Linked DNA regions of Mus musculus: all the other regions are linked to region 2. A link is a contact called in public HiChIP or PLAC-seq data. All regions are on one chromosome and are shown on one strand. The core of a region is the stretch at or near the end of the contact, and the rest is flanking DNA. Distances in the headings are between cores, read along the strand shown. Region 1 overlaps Ap3s2 (adaptor-related protein complex 3, sigma 2 subunit). Region 2 holds the start of Mesp1 (mesoderm posterior 1). Region 3 has its middle 21 kb from the start of Anpep.

The links. HiChIP or PLAC-seq counts read pairs in DNA pulled down with a chosen protein or histone mark.
Region 1: a contact with region 2 is called in an H3K4me3 HiChIP or PLAC-seq map of embryonic stem cells, with 57 read pairs. The contact joins the enhancer-like site here to the promoter of Mesp1 in region 2. A contact is called at or near these places in 25 of 39 promoter capture datasets (the 3T3-L1 cell line, 3T3-L1-derived adipocytes, the C10 cell line and 15 more), 2 of 15 datasets of contacts at CTCF or cohesin (the NIH/3T3 cell line and large pre-B cells), 54 of 484 Hi-C or Micro-C datasets (the 3T3-L1 cell line, 3T3-L1-derived adipocytes, the AML12 cell line and 36 more), 25 of 115 datasets of contacts at active chromatin or transcription factors (bone marrow-derived dendritic cells, craniofacial prominence, embryonic fibroblasts and 14 more) and 4 of 9 other capture datasets (adipose tissue, embryonic stem cells, liver and 1 more).
Region 3: a contact with region 2 is called in an H3K27ac HiChIP or PLAC-seq map of embryonic stem cells, with 14 read pairs. The contact joins the enhancer-like site here to the promoter of Mesp1 in region 2. A contact is called at or near these places in 6 of 39 promoter capture datasets (cranial neural crest, embryonic stem cells, epiblast stem cells and 2 more), 2 of 15 datasets of contacts at CTCF or cohesin (both in the NIH/3T3 cell line), 8 of 484 Hi-C or Micro-C datasets (bone marrow-derived macrophages, embryonic stem cells, hematopoietic stem and progenitor cells and 3 more), 7 of 115 datasets of contacts at active chromatin or transcription factors (bone marrow-derived macrophages and embryonic stem cells) and 4 of 9 other capture datasets (adipose tissue, embryonic stem cells, liver and 1 more).

What each region holds. Positions count from the first base shown.
Region 1 is chr7:79,889,653-79,892,496 of GRCm38.p6, reverse strand. The region is part of intron 4 of Ap3s2 (adaptor-related protein complex 3, sigma 2 subunit); the gene reads left to right. Among named protein-coding and RNA genes, the nearest start is that of Ap3s2, 30 kb to the left of the region's middle. Within about 2 kb of position 1,511, at least 20 of the 459 cell types and tissues checked have an H3K27ac peak or open chromatin away from gene starts, as enhancers often do. A contact at or near this core is called in adipose tissue, colon epithelium, conventional type 1 dendritic cells and 3 more, where this site is marked.
Region 2 is chr7:79,792,073-79,795,026 of GRCm38.p6, reverse strand. Mesp1 (mesoderm posterior 1) reads left to right here and starts at 1,437. Exons shown (of 2, transcript NM_008588.2): 1 at 1,437-2,162; 2 at 2,436-2,786. The coding sequence starts at 1,500. The coding sequence ends at 2,504.
Region 3 is chr7:79,867,615-79,870,750 of GRCm38.p6, reverse strand. No RefSeq gene overlaps it. Among named protein-coding and RNA genes, the nearest start is that of Anpep, 21 kb to the right of the region's middle. Within about 2 kb of position 1,445, at least 44 of the 459 cell types and tissues checked have an H3K27ac peak or open chromatin away from gene starts, as enhancers often do. A contact at or near this core is called in adipose tissue, bone marrow-derived macrophages, embryonic stem cells and 1 more, where this site is marked.

The DNA of each region.
Region 1 (2,844 bases), core at 262-2,761, 97 kb before region 2:
CACATTAATTGATCTTAACAGGGATGAGGTGAGGGTGCTATTTCAGAGTCCGGGGAATACTTAATACACTTTCAGAAAGTTTCCATTAAAGTAACATGATGGTGACTTAAGAATCAACTCTCTCCTGCACTGCTCTATCTATCTCCCTAGTTCCCAGGTGGAACCAAGTATGCCTTCCTCCTTATGCCCTCCACGCTGTGCATTGCAGTAATCCCTATGCTGAGGGTGGAGACAAGCCCTTCCCAAGAACACTGGGTGCCAGGACCTCCAGCCCTGGTTCATATCTCAATCAAGTCAAAGAATATTCTGCCTCTAACCCCACAACAGTCACACCATTTAGGGAGAGGAGGGTACAAGCCACCAACAGAGGTCAGGTCTGATTATCACACTTACTTTTGGCACAGAATCACAAGGCAGTTCACAGGCCCAAGAACAGCAGTGCTCCGCGTGTCTTGAGATGCTGCAAAATACTAGGTTCCAGAATGAGAGTAGTCAAGAGAGAAAAAGGCCCACTCCCAGGTCTCTAGGGCATAGTTCTGCCTTTGCACTCTCCGTTTCTTTTTTTACGTGGAATATATGAGAACTAGAATCTGACCCTAAGCCAAGGTCATTTCTCTTCCCTAGTCTGTGCTGAGTCCATTCTGGTTCTTTCAGAGCACATACCATCTAGCAGACAAAAAATGACCCACCCTCTCCCCCAAGAATCTCTTTCCTACTTACTCTCTGAAGACTTTTCATAGAATTTACTCAAGCAATCTAACCCGAGGGGATAGAAAATGCTATCTATCCTTGGCTTTTTTTGTAGTTACTTTTTTTTTTGATGTTTTTTTTTTTTTTTTATATGACACACACCAGAAAAGGGCATCAGATCTCATTACAGATGGTTGTGAGCCACCATGTGATTGCTAGGAATTGAACTCAGGACCTCTGGAAGTGCAATCGGTGCTCTTAACAGCTGAACTATCTCTCCAGCCCCCCACCCCCCAGTTACTTTGTAAGCTTGGTTTGTAGATGATTAGGAATTCCTTGTTAAAGCATGAGTGTTGTGAACTTGGTGCCCTGATTGTCAGAGTGACCGTGTTCTTTTATATTTGGTTAGTATTTTATTGATTCTATCTCCTCAATGGCCAGGCAGGAGTGTGTGCCTCTGTCTTGTAAGATTTTAATCCGATGAGGAATTGAAATTACTCTAGTCTAGAGGTTTCTGTGGCTGTCAGCAAGCTAAGGCTGTGGTATGGCTAATGGGCTGATAGTGTCCAAGAGATGTTGCCTACCCTCCCTGCCCCAAAGCCTCCAGGGTGGGGTCCAGCACCCCCCCCATCCCCCGAGAGCTGCCCTGTGTTGTGGAGTCAGCTCTGGAGGTGTTCTGAGGCACTACATTTGGGATTGACGCTGACTCCTCAAGCTTCACGTTCTGTATTTATTGGCGAAGGTGTGCGAGGTTGACTGCTTCAGCTTTGGAGCATGGCCAAGTTCAGGTTTGAAGACTGCTCCACTAGAGGAGAAGCCTGACTTCAGGGCTTTACCCCGCCCTTCCTCTTCTTAGACAGTTTGCTCCCAGTGGTAGTGATTGCTGACAAAGGTAGAGGCAGAATGTTCTTTGATTCATCCCAGGGATGGGAGGGACCCTTGGAGGTCTGGGCTTTGTGTCCTTGGGAAAGGCTATTGAAACTGACTTGTCTCCACCCTCAAAAACTCCACAGCCCAGTTTCTGTAACTTTGAAGTGGCATCTGTGTCCTTCCTGGTGTACTCTTGTCAATCTTGTTGAGACGCTACCAGGCTCATTTTAATCTGTTTTATCTGACGTGGAGTTTCAGAGGGCCAAGTTTGGAGGCCATGCCAGATCAACAAGCTGTGTCACCTCAGCCTAGTACTGGACTCTGCTTTCCCCAGCAGCTGTGAGCTAATGCTTTGTAAGCACTGCTCTGGGCACCCGCAGGAGACCTAACGTGCAACCTCAAACGGTCACGTTAGACAAGAGACCTGCAGAGAACAGTACCGCAGTGCCCTGGCTTAGTGTCTCAGTAGACGCTCAGCCAGATCACCAGGGAGACGCTGACTCCCATCAGCACAGGTCCTCAATGTCCTTGACTTAGGTGGCCCAGTCCTAGGCAGTCAGAACCCCAAACCTGGAAGAATGGTTTTGATTTTCACAGAACTATTTAGCAAGGTCACCATGCAAGATGAGTTGAAGGCTGCAAAGTGTGGGAATTGGCAAATCTCAGCAGTCGACAGCATTACAGACCCTAGCTCTCATTTGGGAAAGTGCTTTCTTTCTACTGGGAGATGGCAGCAGGTGGACAGCCCTGTTCCTTTTGTGCTGAGGATCAGACCCAGGTCCTTCAGCATGCTGAGCATATGTTGGTCTACAGAGTGAGTTCCAGGACAGCCAGGGCTATGCAGAGAAACCCTGTCTCAAAAACAAAACAAAACAAAAAAACACAAAAAACAAAAAAAGATAAAGAAAAACTGAGGATATACAGATATTTGAGTGGGAGTTAGAATGAGAGCAGAGCAGCGGCATAGCAAAACAGGGCAGAGGATTTGTAGAGCGCCTGGCAAGTTAGCTGAAAATCACTCTTACTTTTGGCAATTGTGAGATAGAGGTTTCAAGAGAAAAAAATTTAAGTTGTGTAGAACTATAAATACCAGTTTTCACTCATTAAAGTGTGGCCATAGATTTATGTCCATCAAACTCAGGAAACCCCAGCTGCTCCCTGCTGCTGTACAAACTCTTAAGATTTCAGATGCATCTCTCACCTACATTCTCATATCAGATTGCTCTCTTGGAACCTTGGGGCTGTCTTAAACCTTATGTTCAGGTAAACTCTTCCCCTCTTGTG
Region 2 (2,954 bases), core at 188-2,687:
TTGCAGCCAAGACTGGCCCAAACTCCTCTTGCCTTCATTTTCCAAATGTTGGAATTACAGGCATGTGCGTGTATGCCCAACTTCTGGAGACTTTATTAATAAGCATGTCACATATAAGTGGGGACAGGTTTGCTTTAATCTCTCAATTTGTATTTATTTCTCTTTATTTTTCCAACCTAGTCCCTTCATTCAGTACAACACTGAACAGGTATGGTAAGAGCAGGCATCCTCAACAGCCAGGCTCACAACTGCAGTAAGCTGAGGCAGCAGGATCAGGAGCTAAAGGCCAGCTGGGTTAGAGTAAGTTTGAGGCTAGCCTGGGCTACATGAGACCATGTTTCAAGATGTGGGAGGAAGAACACTGGAGAGACGGCTCAGCAGTTAAGAAGAGCACATGTTGCTCTTGAAGAACCCAAGGTTCTGTTCCCAGAAGCCACCTCAGGCAGCTTACAATTGCCTGCAAGGCCCGATCCTAAGGAACGTGACACCTCTGGCCTGTGTGGGGGCACCAGCACACACACACACACACACACACACACACACACACACACACACACATCTTTAAAAAATAAAAGGCAGCCTATGAACCTAACAGGTAGCATCCTATGAAATAGATTATAAAACTGCCATTGGGACAGATGAAGGTTTCTGCTTTTCAGGGTTTTTGGGTTTTGTTTTGTTTTGTTTTGTTTTTTCCAACACAGGATCTTATGTAGCCCATGTTAACCTGGGCCATATACAGCTAGGCCTGGCCTTGAACTCCTGACCCTCCTGCCTTCACCTCCCAAGTGTGCCACCAGCTCAAGGAGTTGAGTTTTGTCAAAGGACTTTTTACTCACTGTAGCTGACCAAAGCAGCAGAGCTCCAGTCATGGGAGGGCTGGGAAGGGGACCAAGCTCCCCATCTTGCCAAGACTAGAAGTGACTTGTAGTGTGGGGAGGCAGGCTCACCTCTCCCCCTGCCCGGACACCCCAGCAACCTCACAGGTCGGTCGGGATGGTTTCTTCAATGTGCCTCCCATAGCCTGGACATCAGGGAGGACTACAGGCCACATCCAAGCCTCTGGGAAGGACTGAACTAGAGTTCTCTCCGTGTCTAGAGGTCCCTAGTCCACAGTTGGCCAATGCAATCCCGAAGTCTCTTGTTATACAATTTGTAAATTAAAGTGATGGAAAAAAATGGCGTAGGGTCCCTAATAAATGAAGGTGTACCCTAAGCCTAGGAGCTAGACTTCAGTTCTCTGAGCATGGTTCTTTCAACTGGCAGTCCTGGCCATAGGTGCCTGACTTACTGAGGCCCCAAATATGGTCCAGGTGGAGCAGACTGGACTAAGGGGTCCTGCACCTCAGAGCCCCTGCTATGGTTCAAAGGGTTCAGGCCCTGCCCCCCTCCTGGCTCGAGCCGGCTTTGATATGCTGATGAATTCTGGAAGGGGCCCGCTTCACACCTAGGGCTCAGGATAAAGCTACAGCGGACCCAATGGTCAGGCCTCCGCTGCCATGGCCCAGCCCCTGTGCGAGCCGCGCTCCGAGTCCTGGATCCTGAGTCCCGCTGGTCGGCAGCCACCGATGCCTTCCGATGGGAACAGCGTCTGCTCCCCAGCCTGGTCCTCGGACCCGTGGGACGGTGCCCAGGCCAGCAGCCCTGCACCACCCTGCGCCCGCCCGGCCCGGCGTGCTGGGACCCCGGGTAGGCGCGGGACGCACGGTAGCCGCCTGGGTAGCGGACAGCGGCAGAGCGCCAGCGAGCGGGAGAAGCTACGTATGCGCACACTCGCCCGCGCGCTGCACGAGCTGCGCCGCTTCTTGCCGCCATCCGTGGCACCAACCGGCCAGAACCTGACCAAGATCGAGACGCTGCGCCTGGCCATCCGCTACATTGGCCACCTGTCGGCTGTGCTGGGACTCAGCGAGGACAACCTCCGGCGACAGCGGCACGCGGTGTCACCTCGAGGCTGCCCGCTGTGCCCCGACAGCGACCTGGCGCAGTCGCAGTCGCTCGGTCCCCGTTTAAGCCCGGCCGTCTGCAGCGGGGTGTCGTGGGGATCCCCGCCTGCCTACCCTAGACCCCGAGTCGCCGCAGAATCGTGGGACCCATCGTTCCTGTACGCAGAAACAGCATCCCAGGAAAGGCAGGAAATGGAGCCCAGTCCCTCATCTCCGGTTAGTAACCCCTTCCCCCACACTGTCGAGGTGGCGCCCCCTACTGTTGGTGCGCGACGCACAGCCCCACGTCGCGGACCAGCCTCTCTGCTGCACTCAGGATCTCCCTTGGGCGCATCCCCGTGTGCCCTGGGTGTCCGAACAGGGTGGGAGTTGGACAGGCAGGGATTAAGGACGCTTTGCTTGCTCGCTTAACCTTGAGCGTGGAGCGGATGAGCGCGGACCTGACCCTGGGGCAGGTGTTGATTGTGGCGCTGTTCACTCTTCCTGCAGCTCTTCAGCAGCGACATGCTGGCTCTTCTAGAAACCTGGACGCCGCCGCAGGAGTGGCCGCCTGCCTGAAGAGTGGAGGGGACAATGCAACGGATGATTGTCACCCTGTCTGAGCACAGACACTTTTCCTTTGGTCTTGGCACCTTCGGAGGGAGTAGATCCTGGAAGAGGCGGCAGTGATACCAACATGGGCATCCCGGGGTGGGAGCTGGCCCTCATCCAGACTGTACCATTCCAACCCTCCTTGGAAGGAGGCGCCCAATAGGGTACACGCTCTAAAGATGAAGCAGGCACAAGCTTTGCCTGGTGTGTATTTATTTATTTGTGAATAAACCGATTGTGCTAGTGTCATTTGGAGGGTTTATTTTTCTTTCTTCCTTATTTGGGGGTGTGTGGGAGGGGGAACCTCACACTGTACGGCCCAGGCTGGCCCAAACTCATGGTGGCACGAGCCCCCATTGCCCCATGCTCCCATACCCTGCTGGAAGTTCTGCTATGTGTCAGGGAAAGCTGACATGG
Region 3 (3,136 bases), core at 196-2,695, 76 kb before region 2:
GTGCCCAGTGCTCGCTCACAGGTCCCTCCCCCAACATGGCCACCTTTGGAGGTAAAGCTTCCAGTTCCCCACTTTGCAGACACTTAGCACAGACTAAGATCCCCAAAGATGGAGAGCAGGCCTGAGGCAGCAAGGGAGGCTTGGAGGGAAAGGAAAGCTGAGTCTGGCTAAGTCTCACAGGGCCTTGAGCTCTCACCCGGCAACCCCCCACCCCACCCACCCCCACCCCCACCCCTGCTGGCCTCAAACCCCTGCCTCCCAAATGCTGGGATTATAGTCATGCACCACAACGTTTAATTCTGGTTTTATTTTGTTTTTATTTGTTTGTTTGAGACAGGGTTTCTCTGTGTAGCCCTGGCTGTGCTGGAACTCACTCTGTAGACCAGGCTGGTCTCGAACTCAGAAATCCACCTGCCTCTGCCTCCCAAGTGTTGGGATTAAAGGTGTGCACCACCACCGCCCGGCTTGTTTTTATTTTTATTCTTGACTTTTGAGCAGAGTGTGGATGAAGAGGGAAAGAAAAGATGCCTCAGAGCCCAACTGGGAGAGCATTTGTGGTGACCCAGGCTAGATCCGAGTGGGACAGTGGGGACAGACATGGAGCAGACTTGTAGCACACTGTAGAGCTCGAATTGGCAGGACTTGGAAAGTGTCATGGTGTAGATCGAGGTCAAGGGAAGAGCAGGCAAGACCTTGGTGACCTGCAAGTAACAGGGGCCTGCTCACAGGCAGACAGTACCCAAGCAGGACCGAGTGTCCACCCCAAGGTTGCGAAGAGAGAAAGCCGAGGCTGTGAGAGTTGTGGGGGGGGGGGGGGTTGCGGCTGGGAGTTCTGGAAGCCTGGCAAGGGCACAGGGAAAGCAGTGCCCAGGAAGAACCTGGCCTATGGCAGACTGCTGCTTACACAGCCTGCTCACACAAGCTCAGGTTAGAAGACTCTGTGGCCATAGAATGGGAGTCCCTAGTTACCAGGGAAACTAAATTTTCCTTCTTGGTTTCTTAGTCTTGTGATAAAAGAATTTAAATACAGACCAGCAAGGAAGCTTGAGGACAATTTTATTGGAGTTTGGAAGAAAATTATAGAGCTGCCTGGAGGAGGAAGCCGAAGGAAAAGAAGAGTGAAGGGGGAGGGGGGTTTGCAACGGCGATGTGCAAACAATCACGTGGGTGGGAAAAGTGTGGGGGTGGGGCTTTGTGAAAAGGTAAAAAGAGCCCAGAGTGGCAGAGAAAGCATGGTCCAGTTCCTGGCCAGTATGTAAGAGAGAGAGGGTGTGGGATGGAAGAGAACTTGCTCTTTTCTGTGTTAGGACTCCGTGGAAAGGATACAGAAAGGAAGTCCTGCCAGCCACCATCCCCAGGGAGGGATATGAGGTCCCTACCCAGGGCTGGAGGTAAAACTCCTTTCTTTGTTAGAAGAAAGAATCAGGAAGTAGTAGTTCTCCTTTGTTGAGTTCTTGACTCTACAAAGCCCAGATGCCCCACCCAGTGGTAATTTAAATCCTAAGAGACTTCCTTCCTAATGTTACCAGGGAAACGGGAGGGAAGGGATCCATCTCCAATGGCTTCCAGGTCTGCTTGCATTTCCAGCTACAGAACTCCAGGGCTTTGGGAAGTGTGAGGGAGGAGATTGCCTTGGAATGGGTGTACAGAGTAGGCCTTGGCCAAAGATGGTCTTAGGTAGTCCAACTGACCCAGGCCCTGTCAGGGAAGAGGCAGCCCAGAATGGTGTGAAGCAGACAGTGTGTCATCGTCTCAACCCAGGGAAGGAAGGCTAAGAACTAATCGTGGGGATGGGGCAGGCAGCTGAAACAAGCTGGTCAGAATTCTACTCCAGGGGAGAATGGGATAGCCAACGTTTTGACACCAGGCTAGACTACTTCTTGCGAGTGACTGCTTTCATTAGTGACTGGTGTACATACTAGAGGTGTGCCAGCTCACAGAAGACACCTGCGGGGTCATAGCACTGTGCAATGGGGATCATTCTACCTCTGTCTGGCAGGGAGCCATTCCCCAGATAAGGGTTGTTCCTTCAACCTGGGTCCTGGAATGCAGGTGACTTGGCACAAAACTGCAGCCAGCTTATGACAGCATGGAATGTGAACAAGAAAGGAACCACCACGTTGTAAGGCTGTTGGTTACTGAGAAACAGGGTGCCAGACCTTAGGAGGCCCTAAGACCTTAGCATAACCACCTCAGGGCTGGAAGTACCACTCAGGCCGTAAAACAACACGCAGACAGCACCGCCTGCCAAAAAAAACGAGAACAAAGACCCACTCCGTCAAATCCTGTCGTTCTGGGAAGTCTCTGAATGGACTCACCTTGCCCCTTAGCTTCTGTAGTTCCACTTCTAACTGTTAGTCAACCCAGAACATGGCTTTTGTGCTCAAATGGCTGCCCTGATAGGGGCTTGGAGCTACACTGGCTCCCCAACACCCAGCTAGCTAATAAAGACTTTCTATTGGCTCAAAACCTTGAATCCAAGCAGTCTCCTCTGGTGGATCCCCACAGCTGGGGCCCGACAAGCCTCCCCTAGCGGATGCAGGGGTCTCGAGGGCGGCATCACACACTGCGCCAGGGGTTCTGTGTGTTTGAGTCAAATCTAAACTAACTCAGGAGCGAGGCAGCCCGACACATAGGGTTGGTTCCGAGTGGTGTGATCTCATTAGTAGAGCGTGCTGACTAGTCCCTAGAGATGAGAGAGCACTGTCTGCCGGCTTGGCAGGAGCAAGTGCAAAGGGAGGGCCCGTTGGGCCCGTTCAATGTGTTTCCTATTGTAACATGACTGTAATTCACGACTACATAATGCCAGAACTGCAAATGTCCAATGTGAGTTCAGGCCAAAGACTAGTTGAAAGAACTGGTTTGGTTTGATTTGGGTCCAGGATGAGACTCAGGGCTAAGTAAGAACTCTAACCAGACTCTTCAGAATTCTACCTCCCCAACCCCCACTCCCTTTCTCTCTGTTGTTGTTGGTTATGGTTTGTTTCTTTGTTCACTTTTTTCCAAGACAGGGTTTCTCTGTGTAGCCCTGGCTGTCCTGGAACTCACTCTGTAGATCAGGCTGGCCTTGAACTCTGCCTCTCAAATGCTGGGTTTACAGGTGTGTGCCACCACCACCCTTTGGATTTTTTGATTT